Linked DNA regions of Mus musculus: all the other regions are linked to region 2. A link is a contact called in public HiChIP or PLAC-seq and promoter capture Hi-C data. All regions are on one chromosome and are shown on one strand. The core of a region is the stretch at or near the end of the contact, and the rest is flanking DNA. Distances in the headings are between cores, read along the strand shown.

The links. Promoter capture Hi-C pulls out the DNA fragments that hold promoters and counts their contacts. HiChIP or PLAC-seq counts read pairs in DNA pulled down with a chosen protein or histone mark. Capture Hi-C pulls out chosen DNA fragments and counts their contacts.
Region 1: a contact with region 2 is called in a promoter capture Hi-C map of liver, with 2.3 times the contacts expected there. The contact joins the promoter of H6pd here to the promoter of Ube4b in region 2. A contact is called at or near these places in 1 of 484 Hi-C or Micro-C datasets (CD4 T cells), 1 of 115 datasets of contacts at active chromatin or transcription factors (pancreatic cancer cells) and 1 of 9 other capture datasets (liver).
Region 3: an H3K4me3 HiChIP or PLAC-seq map of embryonic limb bud shows a contact between it and region 2, with 4 times the contacts expected there. The contact joins the promoter of Slc2a5 here to the promoter of Ube4b in region 2. A contact is called at or near these places in 1 of 39 promoter capture datasets (hippocampal neurons) and 1 of 115 datasets of contacts at active chromatin or transcription factors (embryonic limb bud).
Region 4: a contact with region 2 is called in a promoter capture Hi-C map of adipose tissue. The contact joins the promoter of Gpr157 here to the promoter of Ube4b in region 2. A contact is called at or near these places in 1 of 39 promoter capture datasets (pre-B cells), 1 of 115 datasets of contacts at active chromatin or transcription factors (pancreatic cancer cells) and 1 of 9 other capture datasets (adipose tissue).
Region 5: a promoter capture Hi-C map of pre-B cells shows a contact between it and region 2, with 2.3 times the contacts expected there. The contact joins the promoter of Spsb1 here to the promoter of Ube4b in region 2. A contact is called at or near these places in 1 of 39 promoter capture datasets (pre-B cells) and 1 of 484 Hi-C or Micro-C datasets (embryonic stem cells).

What each region holds. Positions count from the first base shown.
Region 1 is chr4:150,001,471-150,004,530 of GRCm38.p6, forward strand. H6pd (hexose-6-phosphate dehydrogenase (glucose 1-dehydrogenase)) reads right to left here and starts at 1,766. Exons shown (of 5, transcript NM_001291004.1): 1 at 1,562-1,766.
Region 2 is chr4:149,424,841-149,427,887 of GRCm38.p6, forward strand. Ube4b (ubiquitination factor E4B) reads right to left here and starts at 1,791. Exons shown (of 27, transcript NM_022022.3): 1 at 1,042-1,791. The coding sequence starts at 1,065.
Region 3 is chr4:150,117,843-150,120,754 of GRCm38.p6, forward strand. It overlaps Slc2a5 (solute carrier family 2 (facilitated glucose transporter), member 5), which reads left to right and starts at 1,502. Exons shown (of 14, transcript NM_019741.3): 1 at 1,502-1,708; 2 at 1,813-2,206; 3 at 2,842-2,912. The coding sequence starts at 2,894.
Region 4 is chr4:150,085,924-150,088,787 of GRCm38.p6, forward strand. It overlaps Gpr157 (G protein-coupled receptor 157), which reads left to right and starts at 1,580. Exons shown (of 4, transcript NM_177366.3): 1 at 1,580-2,213. The coding sequence starts at 1,831.
Region 5 is chr4:149,953,698-149,956,742 of GRCm38.p6, forward strand. Spsb1 (splA/ryanodine receptor domain and SOCS box containing 1) reads right to left here and starts at 1,309. Exons shown (of 3, transcript NM_029035.2): 1 at 1,156-1,309.

The DNA.
Region 1 (3,060 bases), core at 516-3,015, 580 kb after region 2:
TTCTTTGTCTAATTAAGCAATCAGTCGGGAGGCCATGACTAACAGACAGAGAGGCTGGAGGAGAGAGAGGACAGAGACATCAACACAGACACAGGAAAAGTACCCTTAGCCACACGCTCTTGCCCTCATTCTAAACAACCACGCAGCCTTGAACAAGGCATTTAACCTGCCAAGGTCTCTGCCTCCTCCCCTGGGTAATGGACTAAGGGTGCTCAGGTTGTCTTCTGGCCCCTGGTCCCACACATTTCAAGGGAGACCCCCACCCTACTATCAAGGAGATGCCACCACCTATCCATATAAGCACGGAAGTGCTAGAGGGGACACAGACCACAGTAGTGGCGTCATGGGGCTAAATACAGAGGCAAGGTTACACCCTGATCCCCAGAGTGAGACCAGGACAGCCAGGGATACAGAGAGAAATCCTGTCTGGAAAACCAAAACAACAGCTACAACAACAACAGAAGAGGGTGGAAGACAGTTTCCTGTATAACAAATTTTATTCATACCAACAGCTGGAACAGGACATGGTAACCCAAGCCCACAGTCTCAGTCTTTAGGAGTCAGGAGGATTGTGAGTTCAAGGTTAGCCTGGGCTACTTAGCAACCCCATGTCAAAAGAAAGAAAAGCAGAAGGGGTGGGGAGTAGGGTGGAGGCTGGAGAGATGACTCGGCACTTTAGAGGACCCAGTCCCAGCAGCCACACGGTGGCTCGGAACCATCCCTAACGGCAGTTCCAGGGGACCCTACACTAAGTATACACATGGTGCGCGTACAGACATGGGGACACACGAGATAAAACAGGCGGTGGGAGTCAGCAAGCAGGAGGGCACGCGGGCTTGCTCTGGGCAAGAATGCATTACTCTGACAGGCCGTCCTGGGAGAGACTCGCCCTTTAGACAGAGGCCCTGCTAACATTCCAGAAGGGGAAAGACTGATCTGGCCAGCCATGGTGAACAGGGGCAGAGTCCAGCTCCATCTTCCTGTCACCCTCACTGGAAAGAGGCACATGGCCAGCCATCCCAAAGCTGTCCCTGCCCAGTCCAGCAGCACCAAGAGGCAGGGCTGGTGCGGGCTAGTTACAGTCTCTATGCCCACAGACATGGGTGGGAGGGTGAGTGAGAGAGATCAGGAGCCACTACCTACCTCCCCTTCCCTACTCTACCCCCTCAGATACCATTGACAAAGCTGCTTCCCATGGATGGGGCAAGAAGAGGGGTGCCTCTAATCACAGCCCCAGAATCTGGACTTTTAAAAAGAAATTGGGGGGCTGGAGAGATGGCTCTGTGGTTAAGAGCACTGGCTGCTCTTCCAGAGGACCCGGGGTTCAATTCTGAGCATCCACACGGCAGTTCACAACTGTCTGTAACTCCAGTTCCAGGGGATCGGACACCCTCACACAGACACATATGCAGGCAAAACACCAATGCACAAAAAATAAAAATAAATACTAATTTTAAAAGGATTGGAAAAGAAACAAGAATTCAGATGAAAGAACATTTAGAAAATCATCCTTATCAGCCAAGCGTCCCCTCCAGTTCCGGGGCTCCGACGCCAAACTTACCAGTGCAGGCAAAGAACACAACCTGGTGTCAGTCAACCCTGGTCTGCATTTGGTCCCCTCATGGCCAATCTGGGGACCAGCACTTCCAGATGAAGCTCTCCTCTAAGTCCAAAGAGCCCTTTCTCCGGCCTCCTCTAAAGATAACTGGGAGCCCGGAGGAGCACTCAAAGCCCCTTTGAACCTTTTTGCAATGTTTTGATTGCAAAATTTCCGGTATTTTTCCCAGCTGGTTGTTAAACACAGCCATTAATAAAGTGAAATTACATAAATGAATAACCAACCAAATTCCATTAAGAACAAAGGTCAATAGACACTCAAAACTTATGTTTCCTGATCACGGGATCACTTTTTGCTGTCATGTATGCTCTTGATAATGGCTCATTAGGGGGACATCTATAACCCAGATATTGGCAAAGATCATAAATCAAGTTCCCCGGCCCCACCTCCCACATAGCAGCTGCTCAGCACTGGCCAGCCAGTTGCTATCGTGTGGCCAAACCGGTATTTCCTGGCTGCACTTTCCCACCTCACTCCAGAGTGGTCAATCAACTCATACTCAGATCAGAGCTCTGATCACATTAGTTGAATGCTGACTGGGTTTAGGCACATCTAAATCCAACTGGTTTATTAACCACAATTTAAATTACTCCCTCCTTGCCCTCCCCACATCTCCCCTCCCTGTCTCCCCTTCCCTTCAGGTTTGTGGTTCTTTGTTTTTGAGACAAGGCATCTCTATGTAGCCCAGGCTGGCCTCAGGCCTGGTATGCTCCAGCCCTGTCCTCCTTGGCACTGGGATTTCTGGCATGGCCTACCACATCTCTCAACTTGCTTCAAATGCTGTCTCCACCAGTCCCAGTAAACACAACATACTCAGATCATAAACCTTAGCGGTGTCTGGTCTGTTGGCAGATACAGGTGTCCACCTTCAAACCCTATTTGGGGGCAGCTCGGGTGTCTGCCACCAATCCTGATGACCTGAGTTCCCGCCACAGGAACCGCAGGGTAGAAGATGAGATCCAGCTGCACAGCCTGTCCTCTGAGCTCCACATGTGCACACACACACACACACACACACACACACACACACACGTACACACACACACACACACACACACACACACACGTGCACACAAACACAACAAAGCTCACACAGGTTTGGAGCACAGTGTCTCTCACTGCCTCTGTCTGTCCTGCCATCTCCTCTGTCTGGATTACTGCAGAACGCCCCCCCCCCCCCATAGCTTCCTATGGCCCCTGCAGAGCTGAGCCTAGCACAGGGGCCAGAGTGACCCTCACTGTTGGTAAGAAAGAGTCTACACAATCTAGCATCTTACCATCATCTCTTTGACCTCCTGTACTATTCTGGCCATCCTCCTGCCTCGGGGCCTTTGTTCTGGCTCTTCTCTCTGAGCTGCGTTCCCCCACAGGTACTCACATGGCACCTTAGCTCACCAGCTTCAGCAAGACCGCTTGCTCAGTCTGGCTTTCTCAGACCACTC
Region 2 (3,047 bases), core at 541-3,040:
TGCTCCATCCCTGGAGAATTTTAGTGAGTAAATAAACATGAGGAGACCATAGCCAAAAGTGGAGCACCGGCCTCTTCCAACCGACCTGATGACAGATGACGACTACTTTCATAATACTGCAGGGGAAGCTTACGGGAAGCAGGGGAAGAAATTAAGCCAGCTGGGATCTCGAAAGGAATGCTTTCAATTTGTAAAACGACAAGGGGAAAAAAAAAATCAACTGAGGCATAGAAATCCCTAGTTCCCTAACTGCCTCTGCTTTCCTGATGATCCCACACAGTACAACCCAAGTTTGAGGGGGAGGGGTCCTGACAAAAGTAACATAATACCAGAAGTCATTAGGAATCTGTTAAATTAGTGTAATTTAACTGGAATCTTTTTAACTATTAAGTATATACACTTTGTTAATGTTAAATCTCAAGGAATCTGTAACTACCTCTCAAACACAAAGGTACCTTTGATAATTTATTACAATGAAATGGTCACATGTATCTGGGATTTCAAATCCTTCCCTTTAAAACTGCCATTAAACATCATGATTTTATGCAAAATTGTTCTTTAAAACCCCCGACGACGCAGACACACACAATATACCACGATCTAAATCGCGCCCCTCTTTCTCGAACACCCTTTTAAAAAGATTGAACACCTTCAAGATGCTCCTCACCACCCCACCCCCGTCTTCAGACCCTAAAAGAAAGAAAAGCGAGTGGAGTTCCGAATGAAGAAACGAGAGAGAATAAAGGAGAATAAAACGAGAGACCCTCTTGCATTCTCTATCTCTGGAGAATTTTAGTGATCGAGTAAACATACTGAGACGGTAGCCCAAAGTGGAGCCAAGGGCTTCTTACAATACAGCCAACCTGATGATGAATGACTACTTCCATTATATTTCATTATTCTTGAAAATGCCATCTCCGTTGCCTCCCCAATCCCAAGAGCCCGACACCACCAGGGCAAAAATCTGTCCCCATCCAAAGCGCCAAAGAGTTGCCAAGTAATCCTTTCAAGGTGCCCCCCCCCACGCCCCAGCCTCCTCACCTCGTCAGCGCTCAGCTCCTCCATCGCTTTCCTCTTAATGGTGAAAGGCGTTAGAGAGATCCTTCAGTTCTTGAGACCAGGGCGGGAGCAAAGGAAGAGTGGAAGGTATCTATCGGGCTGTCTGGTCCCCCAATGGGGGAGGTTTCAGAATTGCATAGTCAGAGGTTAAAAACTAAGAACACGAGGCACTGAATCGCCTTGGCTTCGGCCGCTCGCACCGCCGCAGCCTCCTCCAGCAGCAAGCGCCCAGAGCTGCCGCCTCTGGCCACGGCCACCGCTATGGGGTCCTCTCCAGGCGCCACTGACTCCCCTCAGCTTCCCAGGTTACCCAGGGCGGGCGGCGCGGTCTCCAGCTCGGCTCGTGCCCGCTGCGCGCCGTGTCTTCGTGGCGGTGACGCGGCAGCTGCGTTTTTTTCTCCCGCAGACCCTGCTCCGGGTCCCACCCCTGGGCCCAGGCGGGAACAGCTCCACTGCACACTGGATGCCCCCGAGGCGCGGCGACCCTACAGCAGCCCAGGCAGAGCCCAGCACCGGACCGGGAAGCCCCTCCCCTCTAAAAGCAGGCCAGGCTCGCCCCGCCTCCACGCGAGAACCCCGGTGGGGGGCAGGGGAGGGACGGGACTGGCGAAGCCCTCGCTGGAAGCGTAAATCCTCCTACCCCTCCAACCCTACTCTTACCCCCTCGCCCCACCAAGAATTATTCATCAAAACAACAGGGCGGCCATCTTTGAAAGGGGTCACGTGACCCTCGCCGGGGAGGCGGGGCTTCTCGCTCTGGGATTCGCCAGCCAATAAGCAGCGGGCGTCGCGCCGCCGATTTCCTCTTCGCTTGCATCCTGTCCCCGCCCCCTGCCCCACCCCCTCTTCCCTGAGCGGCGCCAGGCGGGGGGAGGGGCGAGAGGGGCTGCTAAGAGGAGACGAGGAGGAGGCGGGGCGGACAGTCACCATGGAGACTGAGCGGAGGCGAGGGGCGCGGTGGGCGGGGCCCAGGTAGAATTGCTGAGGGCAGGATGTGCCAATCCGAATATGGCCCTTCCACGGGCTCTCCCCTGCGCCTTGGGTTTCTGCGGTGCTAGTTTGTTCCCATGTGGATCCTGCTGTGGAGTGACTTGGAAATCCTCCAGGATGCTGCAAGCCGGCTACAGACATTAGAAGAACTGAGGAATCGGAAACACATTTGCTTTCTGCAGGGAGCATTTAGCACCATCCTGCAAATACCTTGTCCCACTCTTTTCCTCCCCCAGGAAAACCCATGGAAGAAAACTAACAGGATCTTAATTTTATTTTACCTTGTTCTTTTAGAGAGGTGCTCTGCTTTAAGGGTGTAGAGACTCAAATTATTGAGAAATGTATTGAACAATGACTTAGTAACTAACCCTTTGTAATGCCAGCTCGGCCGGACAACAAAAACTTACTTTACAATCAATGTATAAATACAAATTGAAAAATCTAACAGAACCGTGAAAATCCAGATTTTGCCACAAAGTATATATCGTATGGCTTACAAAAGCCATAATCATCTCGTTCTTAATTGTTCTTGAGACAGAATCTTGCTATGTATTTCAGATAGCCCCAAATTTGAAATCCTGCCTGAACGCTGGGGTATGCACCACCATCACAGATTACCCAACTATAACATTAATGTATGTATATGTGTATACATGTATGTATTTGAAACAGGGTCTCGCTGGCCTGGAACTCACAGAGATCTGCCTGCCTCTGCCTCCCAAGTGCTAGGGTTCATTACCGGCTACTCTTAGCTGAACTATAATCTTAAACATTCCACTCCTGTTTAAAAGAGTTACAGTTGATCTTATCCAAGGGGACAAGAAGTGACTAAAATAGTTACAATTTGTTTGCTACATGCTAAAAATGGGAACATGACTATTAGATATGCAAAGAGTCTGTGAGTAAAATTAAATCGCTGCAGGCTTTTCAGGACTGCATTCTACTTTCCAGGAAATGAATTCTGTGTAAGCCATTTTGCACCCCTAGTTACACTGATG
Region 3 (2,912 bases), core at 252-2,751, 690 kb after region 2:
TGCTGGGATCGTAGGCTGTGCCACCACACTGAGCAATACTCTTCTTCTGGACTGTGTACTGACAAAGTTTCTGTGTTGTGTTACTAATCGTGGTTTTGGAATTGGGATCTGAGACCTAGACCTTCATCCCAGAATTTTTGGCAAAGTTATTTCCCTACTTAGAGGCAATTTAAGGGCTGGAGAGAGGGCTCAGCAGTTAAGAACTCTTGTTCTTCTTGCAAAGGAGCCAGGTTTGGTTCCCAGCACCCACATGGTGGCTCAGAACCATACATGTAAGTCCACTTCAAGGGGATCTATCATCCTCTTGCGACCTAAGCAGGCACCAGTTTCCACATGCAGTACACACATACATGAAGGCAAAACACTCACGTAAAATGACATAGATATTTTAAAATATTTTAGAAGCAACTTAATATAAAAGATCTGAGAGGCTGCTTGGTGGGCTCGGCCTGTCTCACATCCTTCCCCACTGTGGATCAAATGACTTCCCCAAGAGAAAGGTATGGAAGAAGGCCCTCTAGAGTCCAGCCCGGAGAACTGCACCTGGCCACTCCCTTTTCTCTTTAAGACAATCCCTTGGCTCTTATCAGAGATGGCTGCTAAACCCAGGTCAAATTCCTGGAAATATTAGTAATTCGTCACATGTATTCTTTCCACCCGCCTCATTCTGTGCTCTTTAACTCACCAAAATGTCCGTGGGTTTATTAGTGCTTATTAAAGGCCTTTTTAAAGGTCCCATTGAACCAGAGGCTCAGACCTGTAACCCTAACATTTGGGAATCCGAGACCAGGCTCTCTCAGGTTCAAGACCTACCTGGACTATACAGTGAATTCCACAACACCCTGGACTACATAATGGAACTCAGTCTCAAAACACAAACAAACAAACAAACAAACAAACAAAAGCATAAAAATGAATCCCAAAGCTTAGATACAGCGGTGGATTTCCTGCCGCATTCAGAAGCCACAGAAGCAAGGGCGAGATGGCCAGGGAAGGCTCAGCAGGCCGGATCCATCTGGGAGGTCTGAAAACCAAGAGGATCCATCCACACACTTTCAAACCAGATGCACCCAGGGTACTGTGTTCCTAAGAGTGCCCACTGCCCACCTTCCAGCCCTCCACCCTGTTGGCCGTGGCTTGGCTGGGTCCTGAAATTGCGGACAGGTTCTTCAGGGGACACAGAAGACATGTCTATAGAATGACCTTCTCTTCTCTCTTGGAGAAGAGAGCCCTGGGGATGGATGTCCTTGGGGCAGACTGCAGTTGCCAGCCCAGAGGACCAGACAGAATCGCCAGCTCCCTCCAGGGGACACAGGGACGCATGCAGCTCCGCCCCCTCCCCCGCCCCCGCCCCCTACCCGCTCCTGCCCCTCCGCACCCCTCCCCGGCTCACCTCAACCGCAAGTGCTCTTGGGACTGAGGATGAGCGTTGGTCGCGCTGAACTGCGACTGCGCAGAAACCAGACTCCCACTCCGAATACTTCTCTCAGGGTCTGACCACAGACCTGCACCCACCCACCCACCTACCCTGTTGAGAAAGTTGAGGCAGGGATTGAACCCTCAGCTTTCAGATCTCATTTTACAGTAAAACAGGCAGAGAGAAGATTAATAGTTGGGGGCCAAGAAGCTGGCCTCTGTTCCCTACGCTCCCAAGATTGTAAACTCGGCTCGTTATTTCTGTACCCCACCTCTCACTCCCGCCCCCGAAGTAAGTGACACCACCTACAATTTACGTGCATTTTCTTTGGAAGGTTTTGTTTTTCTTCAAACTATTTGAAATACATGAATCTCTCTGGCCCCGTCACGCCTTAGTTGAAGAGCCACCGTGTTGGAGTGGGAAGAAAACAAGGAAGTTTTCCTGGAAGGAGACGCCCCCACTGTCCATTGCTACCCGAGCGGATCTACACTTCTGGATGCAGAGTGGGCTCCTGATAAACGGCTGAAGGGTGAAGGACAAGAAGAAAGACATCTGCTGACTGAACTCGAGCAACAGCTAATAAATCAAAGGAGCATGTCTAACAAGGATGAAAATCTGCGGGCCTGGTGGGACTTTGCTCAGGTTTTGGCTGCCTGGCCTGGTCAGTCCGGTAGCAGTTGAACACGTGCTGAGCGCCGGAGCCCGTGGTGACCAGCTTGTGGGCAGATTGCTGGACTCACACCAGCCTCTGGGGACTTAGCCTGCCCTGCAAAGGAAGAGTACAAGAAGGTATTTGCTACTTTCCCAGTACTGAAAAGTGTATCTCTCCGGGCCGCTCGGGGTTCCTTAAAAAGACAAAATAAAGTTTTCTCCTCAAACAGCGTTACCTAAGGCCAGGGTAGATAGCTCAGCCCTAGAGCACAGGCAATCCGTACTCGGTCTCCAGCACCAATAATAATAGTGATAGTAACGATAATAACAGTTTCATCATGGTTGCTTGAGCAAGAACTGACTCTCCACTAGGGACACTTGGCAGTAGAAGGTGTGGTGGGAAACACTAGGCTAAGCCTTTACAGCCCCATATGTTAGCCCATTATCTAATGTGGCATAGGGCTGGTGACAGCTGTTGCTGTCCATGTGTTCCAGACAGAAATACACTTTCTAGTCATTTTTCAAGGCCGTGCCTGGTGAAGACTTGAGCAGTGGAGGCTGTTTCCCCTGGGTACCTCGCTGAGTCCACAGTTTCAGGGGACCCACTGGCTTAGCCAAACTCTACATGTTTAACTTAAAAGCAGAAGTGAAAGGCAGGGCAAACGCTGCCGGTGCCTGAAAGGGTTATTCTGACTTAGACTAGCAATAAAAATGCAATTGGCTGAGAGTTGGCACGGCCAAAGTGCAGCCTAAATATCTTCCCTCCCGAACAGCACAGCTGGCACTTTGAGGAGGTGAGCCGCAGGCTGCACTTGCAGAGCAACGATGGAGGAAAAACATCAAG
Region 4 (2,864 bases), core at 330-2,829, 660 kb after region 2:
GGCTGGCCTTGAACTCAGAAATCCACCTGCCTCTGCCTCTCAAGTGCTGGGATTAAAGGCGTGCGCCACTACTTCCCGGCCTTATTATTATTATTATTATTATTATTATTAATTATGTGTGTGTGTGCCCCCATACTAACTTATGTGCTTGCGAGTACCTTGCCCTTAGAGAGCAGGCCATGGGATGCACTGCAGCTGGAGTCATAAGTGGTTGTGGGCCATCGAATATGCAAGCTGGATCTTGCACAAGTATCTCCATCCCTAAGAAATACAAAATGTTCAAACAAGAAAAAAAAAAAAAACCTCTGTAAACTGGGAACTATGCTTCCTTACTTTTTTCTTTTCATGTAACATATTTAAAATTACATTTTTTTAAATTTATGGGTATGGGGGTACGCCAGCCACAGGTGTGGAGGTCAGATGTGGAGGTCAGATGACAATTTACCCCACCAAGTGCGTCCTGAGAATCAAATTCAGACTGTCAGTGTTATTCTGCCCTGGCAATTACTCAAGGCCATCTCATAGGCACTAATGTTTCATTCCTTAACATCGCACCTGGCGCTGGAGAGATGGCTCAGCGGTTAAGAGCACTTGCTGCTCTTCCAGAGGATCAGATTCGAATCCAGCCCCCACATGGTGCAGGGGGTGGGGAGTCTGACGCACTTTTCTAGCCTCTGTGGGCACTGCATACACATGGTACAGGTACATCCGTGCAGACAAAATATCCACGCACGTAAAATGATAAAATGTATTTTTAAAATAGCACTAATAAGGTATATAGAATAAACAAGGAACTAAAAGTATATATATATTTCAGTAGGTGAGCACTTCATTGGGATGTGTAAGGTCCTGAGTTGTACACCCAGCCCCACAAAAACACAATACTTTCATTGTAACAAAAGTTAGAAACTTCCCCAAATCACCACCACAGATCTTGTGAAGATTTCGAGTACCCAAGCTTCAGGAATGTAGGCCATGCTCTGGACCTGTTTTTGCCACCATCGGAAAGAATGTTTCCAGCAACCACCCCTCCCCTCCCCAACACACACGTAAGCAGGCTGATCAGGGGAAAGTAACATTAGCCTTAAAAATGCCATTCTCCCCTCCCCGCCTCCCCCCAACCCCCAGAACAGGATGTCCTGGCCATTTGCTAACCTCCTAGAGTGGCTCTGAGAGGCAGAAGGCAACGATTGGGACAGGACTGGGAGGTACTAGGTAAGAGGGAAGCGTAGAGGCGCAGAGGCGTGGGGAAACGCGGAGAAGCGATTGAGCTTGAGGCTGAAAGAGCATCAGGGCGGAGCAATGCGCAAGTGGGGGGCATGGGAGGAGCTTGAAGGAGGCTGGGCGGGGCTCTGGGGCTACAGGGCGGGACATGGAGAGCTCAGGGGCGGAGCGCTGGAGCTTCAGATTCGGATGTGTTACTGCGCAGGGGCGGGGTGCAGGGGCGGGACGCGAGGAGAGCGCGCAGGGTTACAGAGTCGGGGTGTGGAGAGCTCATGAAGGGGCTACCAGCTTGGAGACAGCAGGGGCGGGGACTCGGGACGAGATTAGAGTGCTCAGGGGCGGGCGTGGAGTGCTCAAGGGAGGGACCTGGAGGACTCAGGGTAGGATTGTAGAGCTCAGGGACAGGGAGTGGAGGGCGCCGCGGTGAGACCGCTGTTGTGTAGTTGTTAGACTGGGCGGGGCTGGGACGCAGGCGGGACCCGTGGGGACGCGAGCCCGGGCGCCAAATGCCCAGACAGAGGCGACCGCGGGCTCGGCTTGGCCACGACCTCTCGGCACCCTTAGGCCTGTGCACCCTGGCTGTCTGCCCTTGGTCCCCAACCCACCATGCCCTCACCCGCGCCTCCCACCGAGCTGCTGCCGTGGGAGCGCGCGGTGGTGCTGCTGTCGTGTGCGCTGTCAGCTCTGGGCTCGGGCCTCCTGGTGGCCACGCACGCCCTGTGGCCTGACCTGCGTAGCCGGGCGCGGCGCCTGCTACTCTTCCTGTCGCTAGCGGACCTGCTCTCGGCTGCCTCGTACTTCTACGGAGTGCTGCAGGACTTTGCGGGCACTTCGTGGGATTGCGTCCTTCAGGGCGCTCTCTCTACTTTCGCCAACACCAGCTCCTTCTTCTGGACGGTGGCCATCGCCCTCTACCTATACCTCAGCATCGTCCGAACTACGCGCGGGCCCTCCACGGACCACCTAATCTGGGCTTTTCACCTCATCAGGTGAGTAGGAGACCCGGCTTTGCCTCCAGGCCCCAGACCCAGGCTTATGGGTCCCGGGCCTTGCGTGCTGTGCTGTGGCATTCGTGCTTTCCCTATCTAGGTGTCAAGGTGGTGTGTCCTACTGGCAGTCACATGCATCCCCGAACCATGGAAGGGTGCCCAACTTGCCCAAAAAGTTGGAGCCAAACCTGTCTGAGCGTCTCTGAAGAGGGTGGTCTCTGTATCTGCCCCAGCCAGAATCTCCCAGCAAGGTGTGGGTGGGTGCAGAACTTGCCCATAGGAAGAGGTCTGCCATTTAGAAAGGAATTGGAGACAGTCTGTGCCCTTTGCCTCCTACTTCACCGCGATCTGGCAGTCTCTGCTGCCCATGGAGAGAAGTTCCAGTCTGCAGGCTAGAAGATGAGTTAGGTGGCTGCCCTGGCCTAAAAGCCCACAGCTTCCAATTCTATACCACAGTGGTTGTGGTGCGTCCAGCCACTCTCAGACGATAGTGTGCCAACTGTAAAATGCACAGAGGTATGCTTCTTTAAGCTTTTCACGACATTTATAAACTTCAGGCCCCCATTACCTGCACTTTCTTAGACGCTTTTAAAAAAGATTTATTCATTTTATTTTATGTGTGTGAACTGACTGCATGTATGTATGTGTATG
Region 5 (3,045 bases), core at 59-2,558, 530 kb after region 2:
TGATGTTACTAACTAAAGTGTTTAATTAACTATTACTCACTCAGGAAGCAGCTTCTGCCAGCTCACCACCACACTGTACAGCTTGAGTTCAGAGAAAAAGAGAGAGGAGCCTGAGCCCCGCTCAGCTGGCAGGAGCTTCCCTGGAAAGGTGCCAGCCAGCACTCCAGCAATACCCCACTTACCAAAACCAACCAAGCAAGGGGAGTTATACTCCACAACCTTCCAGAGCCAATGGCCAGCCCCACTACTGTTCACAGACAGGCAAGAACATTTAGGAAACACACATATTCACAACGATACACAACAACAGACACGAACAGAAACTCACAAGGTCACACTCTCATTCGCAAAAGCACACACAACTTCCTGGCTGGCAAACATCTTCACAGGCACCATTTGTGAACATTCAGTCTTTGCCATGGCACATCCTTAAACTTGGAGATTAGCAAGTCCTCGCACACTCGTCAGGCGCGGGACAACTCATCCTCTGCTCTACCATCCGATTCAGGCTGCTCTTGTTTCTCTGTTTCCATCGATTTCCTGACATAACCTCGGTTGCCCGGAGAAGCATCGGCGGCTCCGGGGTGGCTGGCGCCGCGCGCAGTGTCACCAGGCAGTCTCCCAGAGAGAGGCGCTACGGGGGCCGGATCGGGAAGGGGGACTAGGGCCGCTACAAATCAGAGCCCGGACTGGCGGGAAAAGCGAAACTAACTTAACTCAGCAGGGTCGCGATGCATGGGGCAGAAGGGGTCCCCTCGACTTTGGCGATGGGAGTCCCCCTCAACAATCAGAACCCTAAGGCGCCCTGGGACTAAGGAGAGCCCCAGGCCTCTTTCTCGGTTTGCAGCCTAGGCTCATCTTAGGGAGCGACTGTCCCCGCTCCACTGAGGTCCCCACCCAATGCCGCCCCCGCAGGTGGGACCCCAGAGCCTCCGCAGCAGAAGCGGCAGCGCACTGGGCGGCGCCCGGCCCCTCTCCGGGGACCCAAGATCGATCATGGCTCCACGCCGGGTGCCCACCCTATGCCCACGCTCTGCCCCGCGCCCACCCTCTCAGTTCTCTCAGCGTGGTGGTCCCCGTGTCTCCCCCATCCCCGGATCCCAGAGCCCGAACGCGCGCCCACCCAACCGGTCTTCGGTGTCCCATGCCGCCTACCGCGCACAGAGAGGCCGCAGCTCTTGGAGCTCCGGAGGCTCGCGGTGCCCAGGGCCGCGCCCGCTGCAGAGAGCGAAGTCGCTTCCTCCCCGTGGCCCCGGCGCCAGCGCCTGGAGCTGGTTCCTGCAGCAAGCGCGCGGGCCGCTCGAGCGCGACTCCTGCGCTGAGAAGAAAAAGCCACCGACAGCTCTAAGGTGGGAGGGCGGAGAAAAAAGAAGGACGCGCCGTGGGCGGGGCTTGTACGCTCCACCCCGCCTCCATTTGCCCTGCCACGCCCCATGTCACGCTCCTTCACCACGCCCCGCCTCAGGTCACGCCCTTTTTATCGCAACCCTCCCTTCTGCCTGGCGCTCCTCACAGCCCTCCCCTCCGCACTTTCCCGCTTAGCCCCGCCCTACACCACGCCCCTTCTCCTGCCACGCCCCTCTACTTTCCGACCCAGCGCTGGGTTTCCTAGCGTTGAGCGGCGCTGGTCGCCCGAGAGCCCGGAGCGCGCAGGGCTCTGAGGCAGGGCAGGCTTGGGGCTTTGCGAACTCTGTAGCCCCCGATACCACCTTCTTGCAGAAGGGCTGTAGGCTCAGACATACATCGCTCTGCCTTGGCCTCTGCAGCAAGAGCTTTGATTCCTCTGGAGAAGTTTTTAGGAAAGGCTGGACCTAAGGCCAGGATCATAATAACAGAAAACCTGCGCGGGGGCTGCGGTGGTGTCCAGCACTGTATTGAGGAGCTGAGGTTCATTCTTTAGGGAAAAAATGTTTGGCAGGGTGAGGTTATAGCAGTAATCACAGGAGCAAGATCTTGCTTAACTCGTTTGAAACTCCGGGTTAAGGTTCTGTAATGCTGTCGTGCAAAGGAACTGTCTATGAGTCCATGTGTAATCCGGCTGCTCTATACTTACTGTTTCCGCGCTCATGGAGACAGACAGGCAACTCAGAACTTCAAGACCCCGAGGTCCTGGTCGCATAGGCGTCCACAGTACCTAGACAATGAGTTTAGGATGGCACAAGCGACAGGGACTTCACATTAAAAGTACACCGTTAGAAGCTCTAGTCTGAAAGGGATTTTCCTTTCCCGTCATTACAGAAGAGAGTAGTCACAGGTGACTGAGGGAATTTTCACTCCCATCTTCGCGATATCCCCTTAAGATCTTCCCACTCCTCACCCATACGTGGGGAGGGATGCTAGAGAAGTTGCTATAAATACTGTGGCCGCTGAAGTTATTTAATCACTCACTGTAAAGACCCGAAGGGCCGGAGGCTACTGTGTAGATTCCAACCACCTCACTGTTGCCAATTTTGTTTGAAAACACAGAAGCTTCCAGACTGCTATGGACAAGGTGGGTCTGCGTGGGGAAAGCGGCCTCTCCGGGGCGCTATTGGCTCTTCGAGCAGGCAGCCTTGCCGGTGACTCAGGGGGGTGACTCCCTCCTGTTGGACTCTTCAAAGTCTGGGAATTTGAAGCATTCCCTGTGAGCACGGCAGCCACTGACCCATATAGCTTGGAAAGAGAGCATGTTCCATATGTTGAGCGAGAAGTACGTGTCCCTTATCAGGTGTGGTCGGTCACCTCACAGGGCAGGTACTGCAGCACTACACCTGGGACTATGTACTCTCTTCTAAGACTTGTCTTTTGCCTGGGGGAAAGCTTCCAGAACAGATGGAAGCTGTTTCAAATGGTTAGAATGGCAGCTGTCGGGGGGGCTGGAGAGATGGCTCAGTGGTTAAGAGCACTGACTGCTCTTCCAAAGGTCCTGAGTTCAAGTCCTAGCAACCACATGGTGGCTCACAACCATCTGTAATGGGATCTGATACCCTCTTCTGGTGTGTCTAAAGAAACCTACAGTGTACTTATATATAATAAATTAATTAATTAATTAAAAAAAAAAGAATG